Regions from separate parts of the Mus musculus genome. Here region 1 is linked to region 2. A link is a contact called in public ChIA-PET data. All regions are on one chromosome and are shown on one strand. The core of a region is the stretch at or near the end of the contact, and the rest is flanking DNA. Distances in the headings are between cores, read along the strand shown.

Region 1 (5,854 bases), core at 2,557-5,056, 390 kb after region 2:
CTCTCCTCTCTGTCTTCTTTTTTCTTCTCCTCTGTCTTCTGCTCTCCTTTCCTCTCTCCTCTCTCTTACTCTCTTTTTCTCTAGCCTTTCCTCTGTCTCTGTCTCTCTGTCTCGTCTCTCTATCTCTCTCTGTCTCTCTCTGTCTCTCTCTGTCTCTCTCTGTCTCTCTCTGTCTCTCTCTCTCTCTCTCTCTCTCTCTCTCTCTCTCTCTCTCTCTCTCTCCCTTCACTCTTTCTCCCTGCCTTTCTGTAATAAAGCTCTAAAACCATAGAATGTCTCTGCTCATCAAGGCCCACTGTACTTGGAGGATGGGACAGGATTTCTCCTAATGAGCAGTTTCTAATCTCCCATTAGAAGGCCTTCCTGTGCTCCAGTCAAGATCCACAGAACTCACTCTCGCAGGTGTTGGGAACCTCTTCCCTCATCCCTCTCTGGTGGCTTTAGCAAAGTAGCTCTGGGGTTCTCAGGTAGGGCTGCCCCTTGGCCACTTCCTGAAGAGTGGGTCAGAGGCTTGAATGCCCACCCAGGGCTGAGTGGAAAGTGTATGGCAGCTCTCCCACACCTGACAAACCAGAGAATAGGTAAAACTCTGGCAGGGTGTGGGTCTTTTCCTTTCCCCTCTTCCCCGGGCCTCTTTTTTGTTCCCAACAGCACATGACATGGGTAGACAACAAAACATCCACAGCCTTGTGATGGTATAAGAATGACAGGCCACTCAGTTCCTGCCTGCATCTTCCTCAGTGATCTGTTGTAAAAGAATGAAAAACAAAACAAAACAGACAAACAAAACCAAAAGACAAAAAAATACATTTTTCTTTACAGAAAAATGCATTTCTCTTTTTTTTTTGTTCCCATGTCTGTTCTCTTCAGAATGTATGAGACCAGCCTGTGGTTTAGAGAGTCTGGTTTCCTTGAGGCGGAGGTGTTTATTAAGAACCATTCCAGACGGTGTAGCTGAATCCTTTGAGAGGACAAGATGAGGGTCATTGACTCTAGGGTAGATAGGAATGGCTCAAATCATATCCTTGAAGACTCTGAAGCCTGTGAAAGTAATGATGTGCAACCCCTCACAAGTCTCAGAAACTGTCCCTGGAGATATCTGGCAGGGAAGAAGCAGAGCTTTCTAAATGTTCAACATGTTTTAGAATCTAAGACATCCATGTAGGCTGTAGCACAGACTGAGACTCTTTTCCTGTACAATTAGAATAAGTCATAATTTAATTTTATTATAAAAACTTTTGTAAAATGAGAATGTATCTAATTTTTTAATTTTAAAATATTGAAACATAAAACATTTTTATTAGAGGTTATCCAAACCCCATCAATCTTGGGTGTCCAAATAGACATCCAAGAAGAGGAAATAGAGTAAGAAAAATGGGGGCTGGGCAGATGTCTCAATCTCTGATCTTTTTGTTCACATTTTGTGGACAGAATAAAAAGCCAACCTAATGGTCTGGTGGAGAAATAGATACTGTGCCCTCACTGGACACATGACTTCCTCTTTCAGGTTGACGTGTCCCTGTGTGGTTTCTATAGTCTTACAAAACTGTGGCTTTATAAATTTTAGTTTTCATTTCTTATTTTTCAGAGTAAATAAAATTTGTAAGAAATCCAGATTGCCTTTTCTAATTATAAAGGATGCTATGAGAGCTGTTCAGGTGCTCTCTTCAGGACCAATACACTTACCACTCCCTTGGTTACTAGGCATGGAGCTACTGAGACCTGGAACTACCTGTCCAGGCTATAATGCTTCATAGTAAGTGGATGAATATGGAAGCTGATGGAAAGGCTTGGTTCAGAACATTCCTTAATGTGGTTGGACATTTACGGACTGTTCAGCTATATAAATAAGGACATAGAGACTCTGGTATATTTTTAAAGCTTAGGGTTTAACTTGGAGCTACCCCCCAGATCCTCTAACTTGACTATTTTTCCCATGTCCCACAATGACCTGTTGTGCCTCTCCGCTCATGTTCGCATCCATCCACCTCCAAATCATCTCCCTAAATTTCTGCTTCTGCTTTTTTCCCCCATTGTCCCTTTCTCTCTAACAGAAGTCCTACCTTCCACTTCATGCCAAGCTATTGGCCCTCAGATTTTTATTAAAACCAATCAGAGAATCCCTTAGGCAAGTGAGGAAGGACAGAGACACACCTTTACGCGGTGCACTCCAACACCTCAAGGCCATCTTATCTCTACTGTCCCTTATAGTATTAGTTGAACACTGGTTGTTACTACATTATGGCTCCTTCTATGCTACCTGATTCCTCATCCTGTCCCATAGGGAAGTCTCTAACTAACAAGCTTTCCATATACATGCTTCACACCCTCTTGGAGCTCTGGATCCCCAGGAATCTAAATGATCTGATTCTTGGTTTTAGTTTTTTACTTTCACTGAAAATTACAGATGTTGACAGGTGTTAAAATGTTACCACTTGGATTCTGTGGCATTTCCCCCCATGCTTCATCTCTATGTTACCAAAAAGTAGTTCTCCAAAACTCACAACACATGAATATTTATTCATGTAAACTTAAAGAACTAACCCGGCAGAAAACAGATTGTTTCCTAAAAGTAGTTTTGGTACTTTCCCCACTAAGGACCATAGACAATTAGAATAGATGCTATTTGAAAGTTTCACCATTGTGTATTTTTTTTAAAAATATTTATTTATTTATTTATTTATTTATTTATTTATTTATTTATTTATTATATGTAAGTACACTGTAGTGTGACTTCAGACACTCCAGAAGAGAGCATCAGATTTTGTTATGGATGATTGTGAGCCACCATGTGGTTGCTGGGATTTGAACTCAGGACCTTTGGAAGAGCAGTCAACTCTCTTAACCACTGAGCCAGCTCACCAGCCCCTGTATATTCTTTATTTTTATAGACATTTTAAATGTTCTATAATGTAGTTAAAATTAGATGACTAGATAATCTATGAAAACATATTTTTAGAGACAGTTATAAGGAATATATTCAATTATAATAAGTCCAGTCTTATTTTTGAATGTGGGTTTAGAACCTTGATACCAGCACTCACCATCTTGGTATTTCTACATTCTGTCACAGAGCTGAATTTAATGTTTATGTGTCAAGCAACATCTATGGGAAAGAAACCCTCCTCCTGGGTTGATACAAGTTGTGTTGAGGGGGGAGTTTTGTAGACTACTAAGTGATCAATAAGGACACTGAGTTATAGCAGGTTAAGTCTATAAGCCTGAAACTGCCTCAAATATATGAATGAGAATCACAAGACAGAGGTTCTGTGGGTATTCTTTATGCCTCTGTATAATCCCATGTGAAATGTCCCCCTGTAAACTCATTGTGTTGAATTATTGGGGCCAGATGGTGATGGTATTTTGGGAAGTGGTGGAAACCTCTTGGGAGAATGGTTTTACTAGACAAAGGAGGTTACTGTAGGTGTGCTTTTTGAAGGTCTTCCCTTCTTCCGTCTCTTTGTGCTTGCTGTCTACCATGAGGTGAATCACATTCTTTGCCACCATGATATCGTGACCAAGTACATAGGGCCAAGCAGACATGAACTGAACATTCCTGTTATATAACATTCCCTTGGAAAAGGTTATAAGGTGTCTGTTTTATCCAAATAGATCAAAGAAAACAGACCAAGAATATGATTCTACTTAAGCATAGCTTGATAAACCACTGAATTAATTGGGATTACTTACAGGAACATGATTAAGAGTTACTTACAAAAACTTGGGTGACTCAAGCAGTCACATCACTGAAAACACCACACCATCATGGGTGTTAAGAGTTACCTAACGAACTTCCTGAACAACTTGCAGGCAGCTCCACCAAAGACTCTCCTCTTTTCCAGAAAATGTATGCTATTTATGCTTCCTCAGGGAAGAAACACCAGTTTCATGGGCTTCTGAATATATGTTTCTTGTGAGTTTCATGATTCTTGTGCCTCTCCCAAATGTTTCAATATGCAGAAAGTAGCAATATCTTTGAAACCATAAACTAAAATAAAGAATTTCTTCATTCTGTTTTATGACTATTTCCTTCATGAAAACCACATGCAAACAACTGTGGTGGGAGGGAAACTCTGACTATCCCAGTTACAAAGAAAAGAGATCTGACTGGTTTCTGTAAGCTGTATAGAAAGCTGCAGTGTTGCAGCTTTTATGAGTCATACAGCTACTTTTGAGTCATCCCTAATTCTTTTAAGTAACTTCTCACCCATATTCCTGTTAGTAACCCCAATTAAAAATGTTGGTTTCTCAAATTGTACATTGATGCAATTTTTACTTTAGTATGTAATAGATCTCTTTTCTGGGGTAAATTTGTGTCATGTCTCCCTAGGTAAATTATCCCAAATAACACTTCAATGTTTTTGAAAAGGTGACTATATGCTTTGTTAAGAAATATATTACCAAGATGCCAGAAAATTTTACTAGAGGCTACCTATTCTGTCAGAAACATTCAGTAGGAAGACATGACGAGGTCTATTTAGCTCATAGTTTTTGGAGGTTTAAGGGTACGGCTTCACACCAACTCAGCTCTGATGAAGACCTCAAGGTATCATTTTATAACAGGAGAATGAGGAAAACTATAAAGTCACATAGTGAGAGAAGAAACCAGAAATCCAAGGAGTTGCCATTCTTGTTTATTTATATTCACTCAGTCTTACATGAACTTACTAAGATCTTGTGTGGACTGCATCAGTGCCTTTCTAGTGAACGCTCACTCTCTTCTTCCAATATTGCTTCACTAAAACAAAGCTTCAAACACATGAAATTTCGTAAAACACAGTCTGTATCCAAATCACAGTAAGGATGCTTACAAAATCAGTGAAAGGTGGTCACTACAGTCTATGTCCAATATTGCAAAGGGTGGAGTAGGAGCTGAAATCAATCTGTTGAAGAAGTGGACTGTGTATCCTTTGCTTTTAAAATTGAGTCAATATTATATTACAGAATATTTCTGTTTATTCTAAGCAGTTATTAATAAAATTATGACCTAGTGTGTGCTTTCAGTACCCTAAATATAAGAATTTTGCAGGAAAGAATGAGGCAACTGCTGTTTTTAATTGGACTGATCCTTTGCTGATTTTTTTCTTTTTTATTAATTATTGTATTTGTTTAGATTTCAAATGATGGGGCTGGAGAGATGGCTCAGCGATTAAGAGCACTGACTGCTCTTCCGAAGGTCCTGAGTTCAAATCCCAGCAACCACATGGTGGCTCACAGCCATCTATAATGGGATCTGACTCCCTCTTATGGAGTGTCTGAAGACAGCTACAGTGTACTTATATATAATCAATAAATAAATCTTTAAAAAAAAAAGATTTCAAATGATATCCCCCTTATTGGTTACCCCTCCACAAACACTCCATCCCATCCCATTCCCTCTCTTCCCCATCTCCTTTGCCTCTATGAGGGTCCTCCTCCACCCACCCACCCACCCACTCCCTCCTCATTGCTCTAGCATTCTCTTATGCTAGGGCATCAAGCCTCCACAGGACCAGTTGATGTCAGAAAAGACCATCCTCTGCTACATGTGTATCTGGAGCCCTGGATACTCTGGTTGCTGGTTAGTCTCTGGGAGCTCTGGGTGGTCCCGTTAGTTGATATTGTTCTTCTTATGAGGTTGCAATCCCCTTCAGCTCCTTCAGTCCTTCCCCTAGCTTTTCCATTGGGGTCCCCAGGAGATAGAACCTGTAGATATCACCTTCAGTAGATAGGCACGGCCCCAAGTTGAGGGATGGGGCCACCCACCCATATTAAAATTGTTAATTCAGAAATGTTCATGTCCAAAGGAAAGACAGGGCCAGAAAATGGAACAGAGATTGAAGGAAAGGCCATCCAGAGACCGCCTCACCTAGAG
Region 2 (6,074 bases), core at 2,076-4,575:
GGCATCCACTTCTGTGTTTGCTAGGCCCCGGCATAGTCTCACAAGAGACAGCTACATCTGGGTCCTTTCGATAAAATCTTGCTAGTGTATGCAATGGTGTCAGCGTTTGGATGCTGATTATGGGGTGGATCCCTGGATAAGGCAGTCTCTACATGGTCCATCCTTTCATCTCAGCTCCAAACTTTGTCTCTGTAACTCCTTCCATGGGTGTTTTGTTCCCAATTCTAAGGAGGGGCATAGTGTCCACACTTCAGTCTTCATTTTTCTTGAGTTTCATGTGTTTAGGAAATTGTATCTTTTATCTTGGGTATCCTAGGTTTTGGGTTAATATCCACTTATCAGTGAGTACATATTGTGTGAGTTCCTTTGTGAATGTGTTACCTCACTCAGGATGATGCCCTCCAGGTCCATCCATTTGGCTAGGAATTTCATAATTCATTCTTTTTAATAGCTGAGTAGTACTCCATTGTGTAGATGTACCACATTTTCTGTATCCATTCCTCTGTTGAGGAGCATCTGGGTTCTTTCCAGCTTCTGGCTATTATAAATAAGGCTGCTATGAACATAGTGGAGCATGTGTCCTTCTTACCAGTTGGGGCATCTTCTGGATATATGCCCAGGAGAGGTATTGCTGGATCCTCCGGTAGTACTATGTCCAATTTTCTGAGGAACCACCAGACTGATTTCCAGAGTGGTTGTACAAGCCTGCAATCCCACCAACAATGGAGGAGTGTTCCTCTTTCTCCACATCCTCGCCAGCATCTGCTGTCACCTGAATTTTTCATCTTAGACATTCTGACTGGTGTGAGGTGGAATCTCAGGGTTGTTTTGATTTGCATTTCCCTGATGATTAAGGATGTTGAACATTTTTTCAGGTGCTTCTCTGCCATTCGGTATTCCTCAGGTGAGAATTCTTTGTTCAGTTCTGAGCCCCATTTTTTAATGGGGTTATTTGATTTTCTGAAGTCCACCTTCTTGAGTTCTTTATATATGTTGGATATTAGTCCCCTATCTGATTTAGGATAGGTAAAGATCCTTTCCCAATCTGTTGGTGGTCTCTTTGTCTTATTGACGGTGTCTTTTGCCTTGCAGAAACTTTGGAGTTTCATCAGGTCCCATTTGTCAATTCTCGATCTTACAGCACAAGCCATTGCTGTTCTGTTCAGGAATTTTCCCCCTGTGCCCCTATCTTCAAGGCTTTTCCCCACTTTCTCCTCTATAAGTTTCAGTGTCTCTGGTTTTATGTGAAGTTCTTTGATCCACTTAGATTTAACCTTAGTACAAGGAGATAAGTATGGATCGATTTGCATTCTTCTACATGATAACAACCAGTTGTGCCAGCACCAATTGTTGAAAATGCTGTCTTTCTTCCACTGGATGGTTTTAGCTCCCTTGTCGAAGATCAAGTGACCATAGGTGTGTGGGTTCATTTCTGGGTCTTCAATTCTATTCCATTGGTCTACTTGTCTGTCTCTATACCAGTACCATGCAGTTTTTACCACAATTGCTCTGTAGTAAAGCTTTAGGTCAGGCATGGTGATTCCACCAGAGGTTCTTTTATCCTTGAGAAGAGTTTTTGCTATCCTAGGTTTTTTGTTATTCCAGATGAATTTGCAAATTGCTCCTTCTAATTCGTTGAAGAATTGAGTTGGAATTTTGATGGGGATTGCATTGAATCTGTAGATTGCTTTTGGCAAGATAGCCATTTTTACAATGTTGATCCTGCCAATCCATGAGCATGGGAGATCTTTCCATCTTCTGAGATCTTCTTTAATTTCTTTCTTCAGAGATTTGAAGTTTTTATCATACAGATCTTTCACTTCCTTATTTAGAGTCACTCCGAGATATTTTATATTATTTGTGACTATTGAGAAGGGTGTTGTTTCCCTAATTTCTTTCTCAGCCTGTTTATCCTTTGTGTACAGAAAGGCCATTGACTTGTTTGAGTTAATTTTATATCCAGCTACTTCACCGAAGCTGTTTATCAGGTTTAGGAGTTCTCTGGTGGAATTTTTAGGGTCACTTATATATACTATCATATCATCTGCAAAAAGTGATATTTTGACTTCCTCCTTTCCAATTTGTATCCCCTTGATCTCCTTTTGTTGTCGAATTGCTCTGGCTAATACTTCAAGTACTATGTTGAAAAGGTAGGGAGAAAGTGGGCAGCCTTGTCTAGTGCCTGATTTTAGTGGGATTGCTTCCAGCTTCTCTCCATTTACTTTGATGTTGGCTCCTGGTTTGCTGTAGATTGCTTTTATCATGTTTAGGTCTGTGGTGTGGTGTGAGGGTACACAGGCCTTCACCTACTTTCACAGCCGATTTGTCCTGGGAAGCTTTCTCTCAATTATGTGACATACACACTGTCATGTATCTGTCTTGTTGGGATTTCTTGACCACTTTTGAGAATAAGATATGGAAGAATCTATGTCTGCCATGCTAAGTCTGACATGCCTCTTTGGTCACTGTTTTTCTACTTTTGTGTTCAGTCAATGTCTCAGTGAATAATTGGTTGTATGCTATGCTGGGCTGCCAAGTTCTTTTCTCCCCTGCCTAGGGTAGGATGCAGCCCCTCTTGACATTTAGTACAAATGCAACTGGTGTTGAGTCTGCAATTGCCAATATCTTTGATAAACATTCTTTTTGGGGATGGTGCCTGAAAGCAATGTGGGTAAAGTCTGGGGATAGTTTGGAAGAGAATGTAAGTTCTTTTTGTTGTTGTTGTTTTGTTTTGTTTTTTGGGACAGGGTTTCTCTGTGTAGCCTTGGCTGTCCTGGAAGTTACTTTGTAGACCAGGCTGGCCTTGGGCTCAGAAATCCGCCTGCCTCTGCCTCCCGAGGGCTGGGATAGAAGGCGTGCACCACCACGCCCGGCTGAGAATGTAAATTCTATCACTTGGGAGTCACAAAGTCTCCATCTTATTGAGAAAAAAAAGGTTAGGCCAGAGAAAAGAGATCACTCTGAGGTCTGGGAGAGCTTGGGGTGGCATTTATGTTATCAAATAACCAGTGGCTAAAGCCATTTCCTCCAGGGTTGTCATTTGTTTCTTCCAAGCTCGTTGAGAGTCTGGCTATGCCAACAATTCTCCCACACTCCCAGACATAGCTTTGTGCTTTCCTCCAAATCTCCCTATCTTTGCATTAAGCAGCAGTGAGGTGCATGATTTAGGATGCTGTAACAAACATATCTCTTGAGATGGCTTCAGTGGACCAGCCCCACTGATCACTAGCACCTGTTCTGAAGCTCAGCCTGGCAGCAGTGACAAGATGGCATGTGACTAGGATACTCACAAGGCCAGGCGGAAACTGTGTGGTTTGGGGTCAGGAAGCCAAGTGCCTGTTGTCAGGTGTAACCCACAGTCCAGGCCCCACCATCAAGTCAGGTGTCTCTGGGTTTCATCGGCTCTAAAATTATGAGTTGACAGTCGGCTGGCACGGAAGTTTGGAAACTAAGCTATCAGCAGATCATCCAGGCTTGAATGTGGTTTAGACATCCTGAAAGGTAGCAGGTGGAAATCACATCACGAGGATGAGTTACAGTCTCTGAGTCATGTGTGTGTGTGGGGGGGTGGGGTGGGGTGGGTGGGGGAGGGTTGGGTGCAAAGAACTGATCTTTGTTCTTAATAATCTGATAAATAAAGACAGATTAACAAACAAGATGGTTTTTATAACAACTTCCTAAGAACAAAGTCTACTTAATATTTAAAACAAATTCAAGATTTTGTGTTGTTGCCCAGCAGATAGAGAACTTATTAGACTCTTTAAATGCTTATTGTGTTGAACATCCCATACTGCACACACAGTTTTGCAGTTTGTTTCTCAGAACTCTTTCATAGTAAAATATCGGCGACTGCAAAGCCAAACTCTTGCTTAACTGCCTTTCACCACCACCGTGACTTTTCCTGGAGGTAAGCATTGTAGACATTTGGCTTGAAGCCTTTTCAAAGCCTTTCGTGTACCATTATAAACAAACATATTATGGTAGTTTGTATTAGTGTGAACTTGGCAAGCTCTAGAATCACCTGGGAGATGGTCCTCTGAATCATCTGTGTTGGAGATGTTAACTGATGTAGGAAGACCAATCTGAGTAGTGGGTAGCACCATTTCCTGAGCAGGGAATCCTGGATTGTATAGATGTGGAAATTGTCCTGATCATTAGCATACCATGCATTCATTCATTGCTGTCTTCTATGCATAATGAATTTGATGTGACCAGATGTTTCAAGTTCCTGCCACCATTTTTTACCATGATGGACTTCACCTTGAACTGTGAGCCAGAAAAAAAATACTTTCTTTTTAAAGTGGCTCTTGTCAGGGTACAGCAGTAGGAAAAGAAACTCCAACACATATATTCCCAGACAGGTTGACTTTGCAATTAACAATGCTAGCCCATTAAGCATATGGTATGCAAGTTGTTTTGATTATTCAGAGCCATAGGGATCTTCCAATATTTGTATAAGTTGACCTTCATCATCTTGTTTACTGCTGCATGGCATTTCCACAGGATGAATGCACTATGCTGTATGTAACCCTCTCCTGGTGATATTCCATCATCAGTAACATGTGCAAGGTTTCTGTCATCCATGTGAAGCTAGTAAAATTCTGTGAGCCAATGGTTAACAACTTTACATCTTAACAGATGTTGTCATAGTCCTTCCCAATGTGGCAGGACCAATTTTCACATTCTCAGGAATAGGTGAGAGTACTTGATTCCTCACCCCCAATATTTGCTACTAAGCTCAAAACAAGTGCGTATTACAAAGATGAAATATTAACCTTGTTGAACATGCATGTCTACTTTCATGATTACTACTTGTATTGTGTGTGTGATGAGTGTCTGCATGTTCACATATGTGGGTGCAGGTGTGCACCCACATGTGTGAGTGTGGATGTGGAAGCTTGAAATTGACATGAATGTTTTGGCTACTCTTCACCTTATATATTGAGGCAGGATCCCTTATTTGAACCCAGAACTTATTGATTCAGCTAACCAGCTTACCGGATTACCCTTGGGATCTCCTGTCTCCGATTCCTGAGTCCTGAGATTATAGAAGAGACAACACACCTCTGCCATTCACATGGTGCTGGGGATTTTATCTCAGGTCCTCACACTTACATATAAAGAGGGTTACTCACTAAGCCATCTGCCCAGCCCAATTATTAACCTTCAGATATTTTTCTTTTCCTGCTCAGAAACTGTTCATACTTTTGCACATTTTAAAATTTGGATATTCTTCTATTTTTTTTCTTGGTGGGAACTGAGTTTCTTTTTTAATAGAAATTGTGAAAAGCAGGCAGAAACCTACAGAACTAGAAAGTCACAAAAACATTGTTCATGTAGAAGGAGAAAAGAAAATCTGTGGCGCGTGTTTGTGCATGTTTTGTTTCCATAGCGTGACTTTAACACCCACACATCTTTAGCAAGTGGAATGAAGCCCCCAAGACTGCAAAGGCAAAGATGAAAGAAAAGCCAGTAAGTCTACCACATGCTTGATTACCATTGGGGCAGGTTCCTACCTCTGAACTCCACCTTCATGTCCTGCAAAAAGCTTTATTCTATTCTGAGGGGGGCTCTCCTATAGGAATATGGAGTTTGGAATTTAGGCTAGTGTTTGTCTGTTGCCTGTTTAAGGAAATGACGTAAGCTCTTGGCCCCTGCCTGAAGTTATCTGAGGGGCTCATCATGCTCTGGTACAGAGCAAAAAAGCAGCCAGGTGGCAGCGGGGGGCCCAGGGCCAGGGTGAACCACACTCAACCACAGCTCAGCTTATCTCAACATCACATCTCTCAGGGAGAAGATGAGGGCTGGGGGTTTGAGAGAATTGTAGCATAGTGCTGAGGGCCAAGGAGAAAGGATAACCATGACAGGGGAGCCATTATTTTAGTGATAATTCTGCTACATGTCGACTTGTCAGCAGGGCTCTGGAGCCAATAGGGATATACGGTAGATAAAAAGATCTACGTGTGACATAACTGCTTTAAAATTCTGGGTTTTTGTTGTTGTTGTTGTTGTTGTTGTTTTGTTTTTAATTTCAGACTGGCCTAAGCAGTCTCTTGCTAGTCTAGGAAATGGAT

Evidence for each region. ChIA-PET counts read pairs in DNA pulled down with a chosen protein or histone mark.
Region 1: an RNA polymerase II ChIA-PET map of memory CD8 T cells shows a contact between it and region 2, with 160 read pairs. The contact joins two enhancer-like sites. A contact is called at or near these places in 1 of 115 datasets of contacts at active chromatin or transcription factors (memory CD8 T cells) and 1 of 9 other capture datasets (liver).

What each region holds. Positions count from the first base shown.
Region 1 is chr9:124,142,380-124,148,233 of GRCm38.p6, forward strand. No RefSeq gene overlaps it. Among named protein-coding and RNA genes, the nearest start is that of Ccr5, 24 kb to the left of the region's middle. Within about 2 kb of position 3,807, at least 63 of the 459 cell types and tissues checked have an H3K27ac peak or open chromatin away from gene starts, as enhancers often do. A contact at or near this core is called in memory CD8 T cells, where this site is marked.
Region 2 is chr9:123,751,221-123,757,294 of GRCm38.p6, forward strand. No RefSeq gene overlaps it. Among named protein-coding and RNA genes, the nearest start is that of Ccr9, 13 kb to the right of the region's middle. Within about 2 kb of position 3,326, at least 59 of the 459 cell types and tissues checked have an H3K27ac peak or open chromatin away from gene starts, as enhancers often do. A contact at or near this core is called in memory CD8 T cells, where this site is marked.